Regions from separate parts of the Cyprinus carpio genome. Here region 1 is linked to region 2. Evidence: chromatin contacts called from public Hi-C data. All regions are on one chromosome and are shown on one strand. Each heading gives the region's core, a stretch centred on a gene start, on an enhancer-like site or on the middle of the called end of the contact. The rest is flanking DNA. Distances are from core to core; before and after follow the strand shown.

Region 1 (5,561 bases), core at 2,120-4,619, 49 kb before region 2:
TATTATAACAGTATCATGTAACGTGTAACAAGGACATCTTAAAATAACGTGTTACATTTTTTACATTTATTAGTGATATTGTATTCGACCAATATATGTTGCTATTTTATTTGGTATTGTAAAGATTAGATATTGTTTCCCCCCTTTTTTAAATAATCAGATATGTTTGCACTTCCAAATATGGCGAAAGGGATTATTAATAGCAATAATAACAACGCGTAAATGATTCGTACTCATTTTGCAGTTGTGTGATACATTTTAATGCATTTATTTTTAAGAAAATAATTATAGACGTTGTTCACCTATCAGTGATGCAAATATATATGTGTATTTTACATTTAATATTTATGGATTTATCCCGAGGGAAAACTGGCGAGTGAAAAAAAAAATGAATGAAACGAATGAAAATGAAATTCATCTAATTGTATGAGATATTGTGAAGCACTCAACAACAACAAAAGACACTTTAAACATCATCGATAACAAAAACTAATAAAACATGCACACACACACACACACACACACACACACACAAAAATGGCTATGCGAAAACTCTTGGTGGTCTGTTTATTTCGCTCTTCGCAATTGGCCCATGACATACTATCATTTATTCAAAGCAAATTTCGTTGATATCTGTATTTTTCTCTCTCACGATATCAGTGTTTCTTTATTTTAATTTAGCTAGAGTTTTACAGTGGATGCAGTGCGGCGCATGATTGATCCGGCAGGTGTCGCTAAAGAGCTGCAGACTCGCGTTGAGGACACACACACACACACACACACACACACACACACACACACACAGACAGACACACACACACACACACACACACACACACACACTGAGCGTCTCACAGTGCAGTGAGAATAATGCCACTGAAGGAAAATACGCCTTTCAAGAATTTCCAGTTACTCACGAAACTTCTCCAAACACTGGAGCTGCACAGCTTCCTTCAGGGACAGGAGTGACATGTTCCCTGAGGTCAGAGAGAGTTTAGATGCAGTAAACAGAGAAATGATTATCCTAACATAAATATTCACCACAGAACCAGACCTCCACACATAGGCTATCAGAACTAAAATGATGGAATATTAACAAATAGAGAAGATTAATCTAGAAATCATAATTATCATTATTTTATTTTATTATTATTGTTGTTGTTGTTTATAGTTGAGCAAATACATGCGCGAACAGCAGAAAGCGTGTTTTTCGTTGGGCTCGTATATATGCGCGTTTGGAGACCTGTTGTTCTGTAGAAATCTGTTTATAGGCCGGCTGTAAAACAATAATTAAAATGTTAAGAGCAAAACCATTAGAATTAAATAGGATCAGATAGTTCGACGTTTACAGTGCCCTGAAGCCTTAAATGAGCACGATTAAGATTTAGAAAGCTAAACGTTTTTGTTGCCAAAATAAAGCTGATTAAAACTATAGATATGACTCTGACTGATGGTTTAGATTTTGATCATATTTTATGTTTATTTTATATTATGGTTTTTGTTTTTTGTTTTTTTTGTTTTTTTTTTCACAAAAATCTTGAAAGCAGATGAGTTTAAATGTGTGAGAGGTTATGTAAAAGTGTTGAAATGGATTCTCGGCCGCAGCTGGGCAGAGACATCGAGAGCTTTAACCCTAAAATGACCTCAATTTGACACCAGCAGATGAAATCTTACCTCCAGTTAATGCCATCTCTGCCGGAGCCACGGATCCCCGTTCACAACACAGATTTGAGCTTCTTCTTTTTTTAAGAATCGTCGCATGAGTGTTTTCGCTCGGTAGGTTTTTTTGTTTTTTTGTTTGTTTGTTTGTTTTTTAACGATATATTCTATGTTCATTATCTTTTTAAAAGAGGAAGCGGTTATGTAGTTTCAAACATTTTTGAAGCCGAAAGCGTGTTTTTGTGTGTCGGTAAAGTTTGTTTTCAGTGAGACCCAGCAGCAGAACCGTGATGCAGTGGATTAATACATTGAAAACCTGCTCGAACGCGTCATAAAAACAGTTTATTTAATCGACCGAAAATGTGAACTAACAGAGCTATCCTTTTTTTGTTGTTGTTGTTTTTTTTTTTTTTTTTGAGATATTAATTTATTGTAGCCTATGACTTTAGTAGATTCTTCTACGCATTATTTGTAAAGTTGTGTGTTATGTTGCTGTGATCAGTCGCACTCGGTTCTGTAAGGATGCGATGGACTTACCGCGTCTCTATAGAGATGGTCCTCATCTTCTTCCTCGCGATGAAGCAGTGGTCAGGCAGCGCGCGCTCTGTGTCCACTGCAGTCGCTATCGCACAGTGTACCCTTCACTTCTACTCTCTCCTCGTGGTCTTCCCTCCCCTCTGTCATAAACAGAGCAGTTGTTGCATTTATGAAATCCGTTTTAATTGCCTGCTTCATCAGAACTCAAGCCCGTGGTTCGGGCGTCTGCGGAGCACTTTATTGACCTTGTTTGTTGAGATCCCGCATGAGTTCAGCTCCACTAAGCCGTGAATTGTTAATTTCGACAACAAAACAAGTCAGGGAGCTCGAAATGTAGACATTTATGTAAAAATCGGTCGATACGACGATGATGTCACATGTGCCGCGATGCAGGCTATATGATCATTGATGAGGAGTAGTATTTTAAGGGTCTGTTTGTGGTATTCGGGGCCATCTGTAGCACAATCAATATCATTGCTCCTCCTCTGAAACTTCAGGCCTTCCTAATGATTGATGATCTCGGGGCTCTTTGATAATTGAGCGCGCGATGCACGGCTCACATTTCAATCTTCAAATGCTGTTGGACTAAAGACAGTTTCCAAACATATACCTAGCTTTGTTTTGTCTTCTCGCGCGTGGAAAAGTTTACTTTATTCTGAAAGGGGCCCCGACTGAGTATGCGTTTTTTGAACCTTGTTGTGCACAAGAAAAATAAAAAAAAATAAGGGACGTGACACTCGATAGCAGTTGTATCAGTTATGCATTAAGCAAAGTCGGGCTGGAATGACTTTCCTTCTTCCAATAAAGATATTAAAAGCGCAGTTTTAAGGTTTGGACGCGTGCCCGACGCGCCGCGACGTCTAGTAGTTCTCAGCGCATGTGAGTGGGATCTGCGGTGCGCGGAGTTGCGTGGCTCCCCCCTCGCGCACTGGACGCTCGCCTCTCGCGCAGGGTTTGGCGTGGAGCTCGCGCAGGACTGGCTGTGCTCAGCGCCACTTCCGGCTTCCGTCATTTCATTCTCCCGCCGATGCGCGCAGCTCAACTCTCTGCGTTCTATAAGCGAGCGAGCGGCCGACCTGCCAACACTCACTGACACTCACTCATCTCAGACCGCGCCAGAGATCGCCGCGTTTTTACAAACTCTCCTCTTTTCATCTTTTTTTTTACTGTAGTAATAAAACAAGAAAGCGGACCGGAGGCATAAAGGAGACAGGGACTTGTGGGATGAAAACGGGGCTAAAAAGATTCATCCTCTCTTGAACATCATCACCAACCATCATTCATTCATTACCTTGACAACCTCTGGCTTTGATTGACAGCTGGAGTGGCAAAAAGCCATGAGACGCGACAGTTTAGTTACACGCAGGTTGTTGATGGGCCGGCTGTAACCTTCAGTTTGGTGCTCGACTTTTTTTTCTTTTCTTTTCTGGGGGGGCAAAGAGGAAAAGAAGAATAATTGCAAAACTCTTCCTGATGCCTGCGCTCGTTCTGGAGAATAGGAGGAATTCGCCAAGTTTGCTGGAAAAGGGGATCTATTGCAGCGCATGAGTTTGTGAGCGGACTGGGAAATTCAATCTACGACACAGATCCAGAGGTTTATTGGAGCGCAGGCTGATGGCGCAAAGGGTAGGTTTAAAATCTCCAGCACTCACCTCCACTGATACACTATCTATCACAGGCCTCTCCTTCAGTCTGACGCACTTGGCTGGGAATACTCGCCGCGCGCGCGACGCTTTGCTCGCTTCGGGAAGCACAACTTGACCATGTTTTTGGTAATTACGCGCAAATATGCAGCAAACTTTAGCTTCGCGCCAGACTTTTTCTTCTCTTTCCCCTCACGCTAGCCGACTTTTCTCTGCAGGCTTGCCTTTTGTTTTAGTGCTCTTTGTGCTGACTCTCTGCTTCTCTTGCAGTACGATGAGTTGGCTCATTACGGCGGCATGGACGGGGTCGGTATGTACGGGGATCCTCACGCGCCTCGGCCGCTGCCGCAGGTCCATCATCTGAATCACGGACCGCCGCTCCACGCCACCCAGCACTACGGCACACATGCCCCCCATCCCAACGTCATGCCCACCAGCATGGGCTCAGCTGTCAACGACGTGTTAAAGAGGGATAAAGATCAAATTTACGGGTGAGTTCCAAACTCATACCGGACCCGAGAGCTCATTCAGTCGGGCTTCTCTTTCCCGTAATAGTTTTTTTCTTCTTTTTTCCCCCAGGAACTTGAAGTAATTGGTGTTAGTACTTATTTTATTTTATTTATTTTTTAAAATACTTTTTTGTAAGGCGTTTTGTACACGCATTGCATTTTGTTTTGCGCATTAATTTGTGTGCATTTTTTATTTATTTATTTATTTTTTACTTATTTTTATTTTCTTGACCAATTGGCGTGCAAACTTTAACCTCACGTTTAAAATAATTTCACGATAAACGGGAGATTGCTGCTTTAATTCCATTTAAGTTCCAAATCACTGCAGCCCAAAACAAAGTTACGAAACCCGATTCTCGTCGAGTGTAGAATGCATTTGATTTCGAAGTCATTTCTGAACTGTTGTAGGCTGTTTGGAATTACTGCTTTGTTTCGCGGCTCGTTTTTTCGCCAGTTGATCTGAAGGTTAGCGTGTCGCTGTTGTCTCTGCAGTCATCCTCTGTTTCCTCTGCTGGCTCTGGTCTTTGAGAAGTGTGAGCTGGCCACATGCACTCCCCGCGAGCCCGGGGTTGCTGGAGGAGACGTGTGCTCCTCAGACTCCTTCAACGAGGACATCGCTGTCTTCGCCAAACAGGTCACTCACGACCCTCACATCTAACACCTCGAGCCTTTCCAGACGCATTTAAAGCATTAAAACCAAGCCAAAAATAGCCGATCCCTTTTCATTTAAGATGGCTAATTATATTTCCACGAATGCACTTGGATGTTGTAAGTAGCTACATTAAGCGACTGTTTTCTACTTTAACCAGATTAGCGACGACTGCAATTTTAATGCTTATTTTGAAGTTTAATTAGCGACTGAATTTCTGCACACATCTTCATCGATTGCTATTAACTCTCATTCTGGTGTGTTTTAGGTCCGCGCAGAAAAACCTTTATTTTCTTCAAATCCTGAATTGGATAATTTGGTAAGATAACACTCCAGCACTGATTATCTTCGGAACAGCCGCACACTTTACTTCTCTGAAATGAGTCTGACTCTTTTTTTTTTTTTTTTTTTTTTTTTGCATTGGATCTGGAGATAGTGAAAGTAAATACGAGGGGATCTGATGGGTGACAGGGCTGTTTGAAGTGCATTCAAATTCAATTATTGGGCTGATATCACCATCTACCCCCTTAAACACGTCTCACAGGCCAATAATTTCACCTGCAA
Region 2 (5,624 bases), core at 857-3,356:
GGACTCATTTACGTGGCGCTCTATCTGTCGGGTACAGGCGGCGGCTCTCGGCTTTATCGGCCCGCAGGCCCGCGCACCACCCCGGGGTCAATTGATTTTTTTTTTGCTTTTGTGATTCAATTTTCCCCCTACACCTCATTCTGGTGCCGGCTCACAATGAGCAACACACCCGGAGAATGAGCGTGATTTGTCTGCCGGATCTGGCCAGGTCCTTAAATTGGCCACAGGAATGCCGTTATCTGCCTTTCACGCGCCCGGCGGTGTGGATGGTGTTTCAATTACAGCGGTTACCGAGCTTTCATGCCGTCACACACCTACGGCAGCAGAACATTGAGCTGCTTTGCCTGTTTCATGCTGATTAATGCTGAAGTAACCCACGAAAACCACCAAGAGAGAACGAGAGAGTGAGACGAGATCAACACTCAGTTTGAGACTCCAGATACTGAAAGACTTGAGTCTATCTATCTATCTATCTATCTATCTATCTATCTATCTATCTATCTATCTATCTATCTATCTATCTATCTATCTATCTATCATCCGTCTATCTATCTATCTATCTATCTATCTATCTATCTATCTGATTGTCCGAGGTTAGGTTGTATTTGTGGTAGCATTCGCTCAGCTCTCAGATCCTCCTGACGTTCCTGCTGATGGGCCAGAAGGGCCCCGGAGTCCTCCTGTGATGGCCTGCTTTGATATAGAGCAGAGGGGAGAGAGATGGGCAGGACGAGGTTTGCATGGACGTCCTGAATCAGGTCTTTGTTCGGGGGCACAATCAGACCTGGAGGAGGCACAAGGGTGCTCTGTGTAACGTGTCAATAGACAGCGTGTCTCCTGCTCTGACAAGCCTGTCTACCTGTCCATCTCTCTCTGCGCCGTGGATCTGATCTCTGCTCTGCGTGTGTGTGTGTGTGCATGTCTGTGAGACGGTCACTGGTGTTGGTGCTTCACTATGTAGCAGTGGGTAATTAGATCTGAAACTGTACAGCAATCCTGTTTGACCTGTTTGAGAGAGAGATGCTTTACACACCACCAAGTGCAGCACACACACACACACACACACACACACACACACACACACACGCGCACGCGCACGCACACACACACACACACACACACACACACACACACACACACACACACACACACACACACACACAGCATTATGAAAGAGAGGTGGGTTTGTCTCATTACTGGTTGCTCTTGTTTCTTCAACTTCAGGATCTTTTCTGTCCCAGGGGTTAACTTTTATTGAAACTGTCTTGGAATTGTTTCACCATGCCCTCATCATATATATGTATTTTTTTAATCACAGACCAAACCATAAGAGTTAACCATAAAAATACTCTATAAAAATATTATTTATTACACATAAAACTGTGATCCAAACAAACAGTGAAATAATCACAAACCATTTCAATATGTCAAATTGGTTTTCGTTTTCAAATTTAATTTTTTTTTCAAATTCGTTTCAAATGTCATTTCCACCACAGAATAAATGATGATTTGAAAAGTGACTCTATAACAATGAATCATGGAAACTCATTTGACTAATGATCTGACAAATGGAGAGTAATAGGTGACTTACGAACAACCTCTCCTCTCTCTCTATCTTCTCTTGTATCCCTAGTCTCTCTCATCTCTCCCTCTCTCGACAATCTCTCGTCTCTATCCACTCTCCCCCTTAATCATTCCAGCCCGCTTACAAAACAACAGTGTCTCTCTATTCTCTCACCCCCACCATTTTCTCTCTCTCTCTATCTCTCTCTCTCTCTCTCTGTCTCTCATCTCTCTCTCTCCTCTTCTATGAGCTCTCTCTCCGTTCCTCCCTCGATCCTTTTTCTCTCCCTCTCTCTCTCTCTCTCTCTCTCTCTCTGTGTATTGCTCATCTGTTGTTGTTTCATCAGTTGTGTCTCAACATCTGAAGCTGAGGCGTCTCAGACTGAACCATCTGTGCTGGCGTCCAATCTGTGGCTCTGTTTTAGACTTTATATGAATAATCATCATAGTCTGCTTATACTGAGACGACTGAAGAAAGGTTTCATAACTCTCCCCCCCAACCCAAACTAAAAACAGAAAAAAACAAACAGATCAGCTTTATGCTTTTTATGACCCTTTCACTTGGCACAGCCAGCTGTTATGAAATTCAAAATAATGGCTTAATATTTTCCAAATGTGATGTATAAACGTATAAACTGGCCTGTGAAGATGTTTGATTTTCCTGCTCAGAGCATGGGAAAGTTTAAACACACAGATCTACTCAGGTCTGTCTGTCTCTGTTACACACTGGCACAGTCACGACTGAAGTTACTGGTCATCCATTTAACTTTGACCTAGATCAGAGCGTCCAGTCTTTTCCTGGAGTCTCGCGGGCCACTCTTTCTAAATATACCGCGTGAGAGGACGAGTGGAGATGAGCGGCGGCGCGAGCTGCTGGCAGAGAACATCATCAGCATCGCTTGCATTTAGGGACCGCTAATTGGCAGTTAATTAGCAGAATTGACTCAGTTGTTGGTTCCCATGTGCCATCCTCACCCCCCGCTCCAGCTTCTCTCTCGTAGTGCCAGAGCGCCCATCCGCTTTTGGCACACTAGTCTGCATCTGGCCGATGGATGCCGCACATTTAGACCAAATCAGAAAGATCCTCTTCACAGGAACCCTGTTCAGCTGAGAGAGGAAAACTCCTGCAGGACAGAGACAGAGAACCTGAAAACACTGCACTTCAAACAGCAGGAGCAACCATAATATACACCAACGCAGTGCACTGGAAAATATTCTCTTCCTCAGTGTGTTTGTCTTGTTTCCAGTACAATTATCTAAGCATTCCTAAAACAAGATACATTTCCTTGAGAAGCAAAAGGACTTAAGAAGTGTTTGTAAGGTCTCATCTGTTAACATTAGCTAATGCATTAGTTCACAGTGAACAATTCATGTATTTTGCAGCATTTATTAACCTAAAGCTAATGTTAGTTTATTAAAATACAATTGTTCATCATTTCTTTATGTTAGTTCACGGTCCATCAACTAATGTTAAGAGATACAACTTTTCATTAAAAAAGAACGTAACATTAAAATTAATAAATACTGCAGAAGTGTTATTCATTGTTAGTCCATGTTAACTAATGCTGTTAACTAATAGTCACAAAAATATATTGTGTTACCATTTTTGAAATGTTTTAAAAAATAGTCAGAAAAATAAACTTATTTTAAGTATAAACTTATTTTTATAATATATGTGTGTGTGTGTGTGTGTGTTATGCATCGTAGTACACAAATAAGAGTAATAATGTGTGGTGACACATTCAGAAACTGAGTATCTTAAGTAATTTTGCTTCTCCAGTAAATCTAGATATTATACTGAAAAACAAGACAGAAGTAGACAAATAAGAGTAATAATGTGTGTGCGGTGTTGTTAGTGTAAGTGCAGTGAATGCAAATGAAAGTGAGCCGGGCCACAGGAGGAAACGCTTTCGTGTTCTGGGATGGCACGTTTTGTTTTGAGGGGGAAACAAACAGAGAAAGATTGAAGAAAGAGAAGCATCTGAGAGCAGAAGGTGATAAGTGGGTTAATTTACACGGTCTGCAGGTACGGCACACAGAGAGACACACACCGTCTGATGCAGCGCTGTAGGATCGTGCTGCGCCTCGGGCCATCTGTGAGCCCAATAGCAATTTTATTACATTGTCATTAAAGCAATTTCACAGCAGTATTGTTTGTTAATGAGAAGCTGCAAACGAGGAGAGATGTCACGGACAGAAGCAGCGCTGAGCTCCGTGCTCTTTTTATATCACTGAAAAATAAATGCACACTCACCCTTCACATCCTCTCTGGACTCTGGCTTGTAAAAGGGAAACCCACTCAAAGCTGAAATATAAAGTCTGTGCTGCCAGGGCTGTGTTTATGAGCTGCCGCTGTGCTTCAGTGTTCACTGCTCTTCATATGCTGAGGACTGTTTTGGTTGTGTTCGGCTCGGCCGGTCCTGTGGAGGATGTGTGGCTGAGAGCTTCCTGTGTTTCACTCTCAGACGGATCAGTTGGCTTTTTCCAGTTATTTATAGAGAGCCAGATCTGCTGCTGCTCACACCGAGGATGAGGGAAATACAGCCCACATTAGTGAAATAAAGCCTGAGCGAGAGAGAGAGAGAGAGAGCGAGCGGGCGGGAGTCTTTCTGCTGACGCTGCAGATGAACATAGCGTGAGCTCAGAGGAAGTTCAGAGGAAAAAGAAAGAGAGGGAGGCTTTGGAGAGAAGAACCACTGACAATCAGGATTTGTAGGAGCGAGTTTATCAGGTTTGTGGGATTCTGTGCATTACTTCACTCGTCACAAAACAGGGCTAAGAATAACTTTTACTATTTTTTTTGGTCAATGAAATCATCTGCTGAACCTTCAGAAAACAATGATCATGTACTATTTATTATTTATATCATATCAAAGGTTTTGCAAACAAAATTTGGACAGTGTCTAAATACATAGCTGTGATTAATAGATATTTTCTTGAATTAAATAAATAAATAAATACAGATGAAAATAAGGGTGCTAACAGGTAACAGTGTTTGTAGTTTGTTGTAAACGTATTATTTCCCAAGAAAAGTGTTTGTTTATGTTGTTTAATGTTTATGTTGGGAATGGCTGTGTACAGTTGTAATACAGATGTGATTTTGTTATTTTTTTGCAATAAACATTTTTTTATAGTGCTTTATACAGTACAGACTGTTTCAAAGCAGCTTTGCAAACAAATAAAAAAAAAAATGAATTAAAGTGTAATAAATAAAAAGTAAATAAGGGCACTAATGGGTAACAGTTGCAGGTTTTGAAGTTGTGACTGAATCTGAATTTCCACACAAGAAAAATTTTCATGTTATGGTTATATACCAAAATGTGGGGATTGTCTGACTACAGCTCTGTTGTTGTTGTCGTTTTTGTGTGATTTTGTTAACAGTCAATATGTGATTCTGTTATTTTAATTATAAACAAATAAACAATACATTTAAAATGATAAATAGTACATAAATAGGTGCTGATGTATATTTTTTCAGATTTAGTCTTAAAGCTGTCACTCAGCTGACATCAGCTTGTAGTTTTTGATAAACATATTTCCTATAAGAATGTATTTTTATCACTTTTCTTACAATAACGTTGGAAACCCTTGTTATTAACGTTATTAACCCGTGTTTACAGGTGTGAGACTCCAGACCCGGTCAGTTCTCTCTCAATCACTCTCTCAAACACAGTCCTCTTACCTGAGATCTGTTTTCCTGAAAATCAATTTATGGCCCGTGCGGTGAGCTCCACGCCAGCAGCGCTATCATAAATGAATACTTCAGGTTTGTTTATTGAAGCGCGTCGTGCCAGCGAGCCGAGGTGTTCTGGATGAAGTAGCAGCAGAAATGATGCCAGAACACGACACATAAACACTGGACTCGCTCCAAACCGTCTTCAGACGGGTCAGAACTACAGCAGAGTCTCTGGGACTGGCTGAGCTCTGGTCTCTCATTATCAGTTTGGGCGTGAGACACAGAAGGGCTGATTCTGAGACTGAATGGGGTGACGGGGTGTGGAGGGTAATGACAGAGTCCTCGCAGGCGGCAGTAAGTGAAAGGAGGTTAATCGAGAGGTTTC

Evidence for each region. Hi-C and Micro-C count contacts between places; a contact is called where the count stands out from the background.
Region 1: a contact with region 2 is called in a Hi-C map of skeletal muscle, with 2.5 times the contacts expected there. The contact joins the promoter of meis2a here to the enhancer-like site in region 2. A contact is called at or near these places in 3 of 8 Hi-C or Micro-C datasets (liver and skeletal muscle).

The regions. Positions count from the first base shown.
Region 1 is chrB17:28,173,190-28,178,750 of ASM1834038v1, reverse strand. meis2a (homeobox protein Meis2) reads left to right here and starts at 3,369. Exons shown (of 14, transcript XR_006156903.1): 1 at 3,369-3,822; 2 at 4,110-4,330; 3 at 4,841-4,982; 4 at 5,266-5,316. It overlaps LOC122140213 (a long non-coding RNA gene), which reads right to left and starts at 3,358. Exons shown (of 3, transcript XR_006156907.1): 1 at 2,197-3,358; 2 at 918-977.
Region 2 is chrB17:28,123,208-28,128,831 of ASM1834038v1, reverse strand. All of the region lies in intron 9 of meis2a (homeobox protein Meis2), which reads left to right. Among protein-coding and RNA genes, the nearest start is that of meis2a, 49 kb to the left of the region's middle. Within about 2 kb of position 2,106, at least 1 of the 8 cell types and tissues checked has an H3K27ac peak or open chromatin away from gene starts, as enhancers often do. A contact at or near this core is called in skeletal muscle, where this site is marked.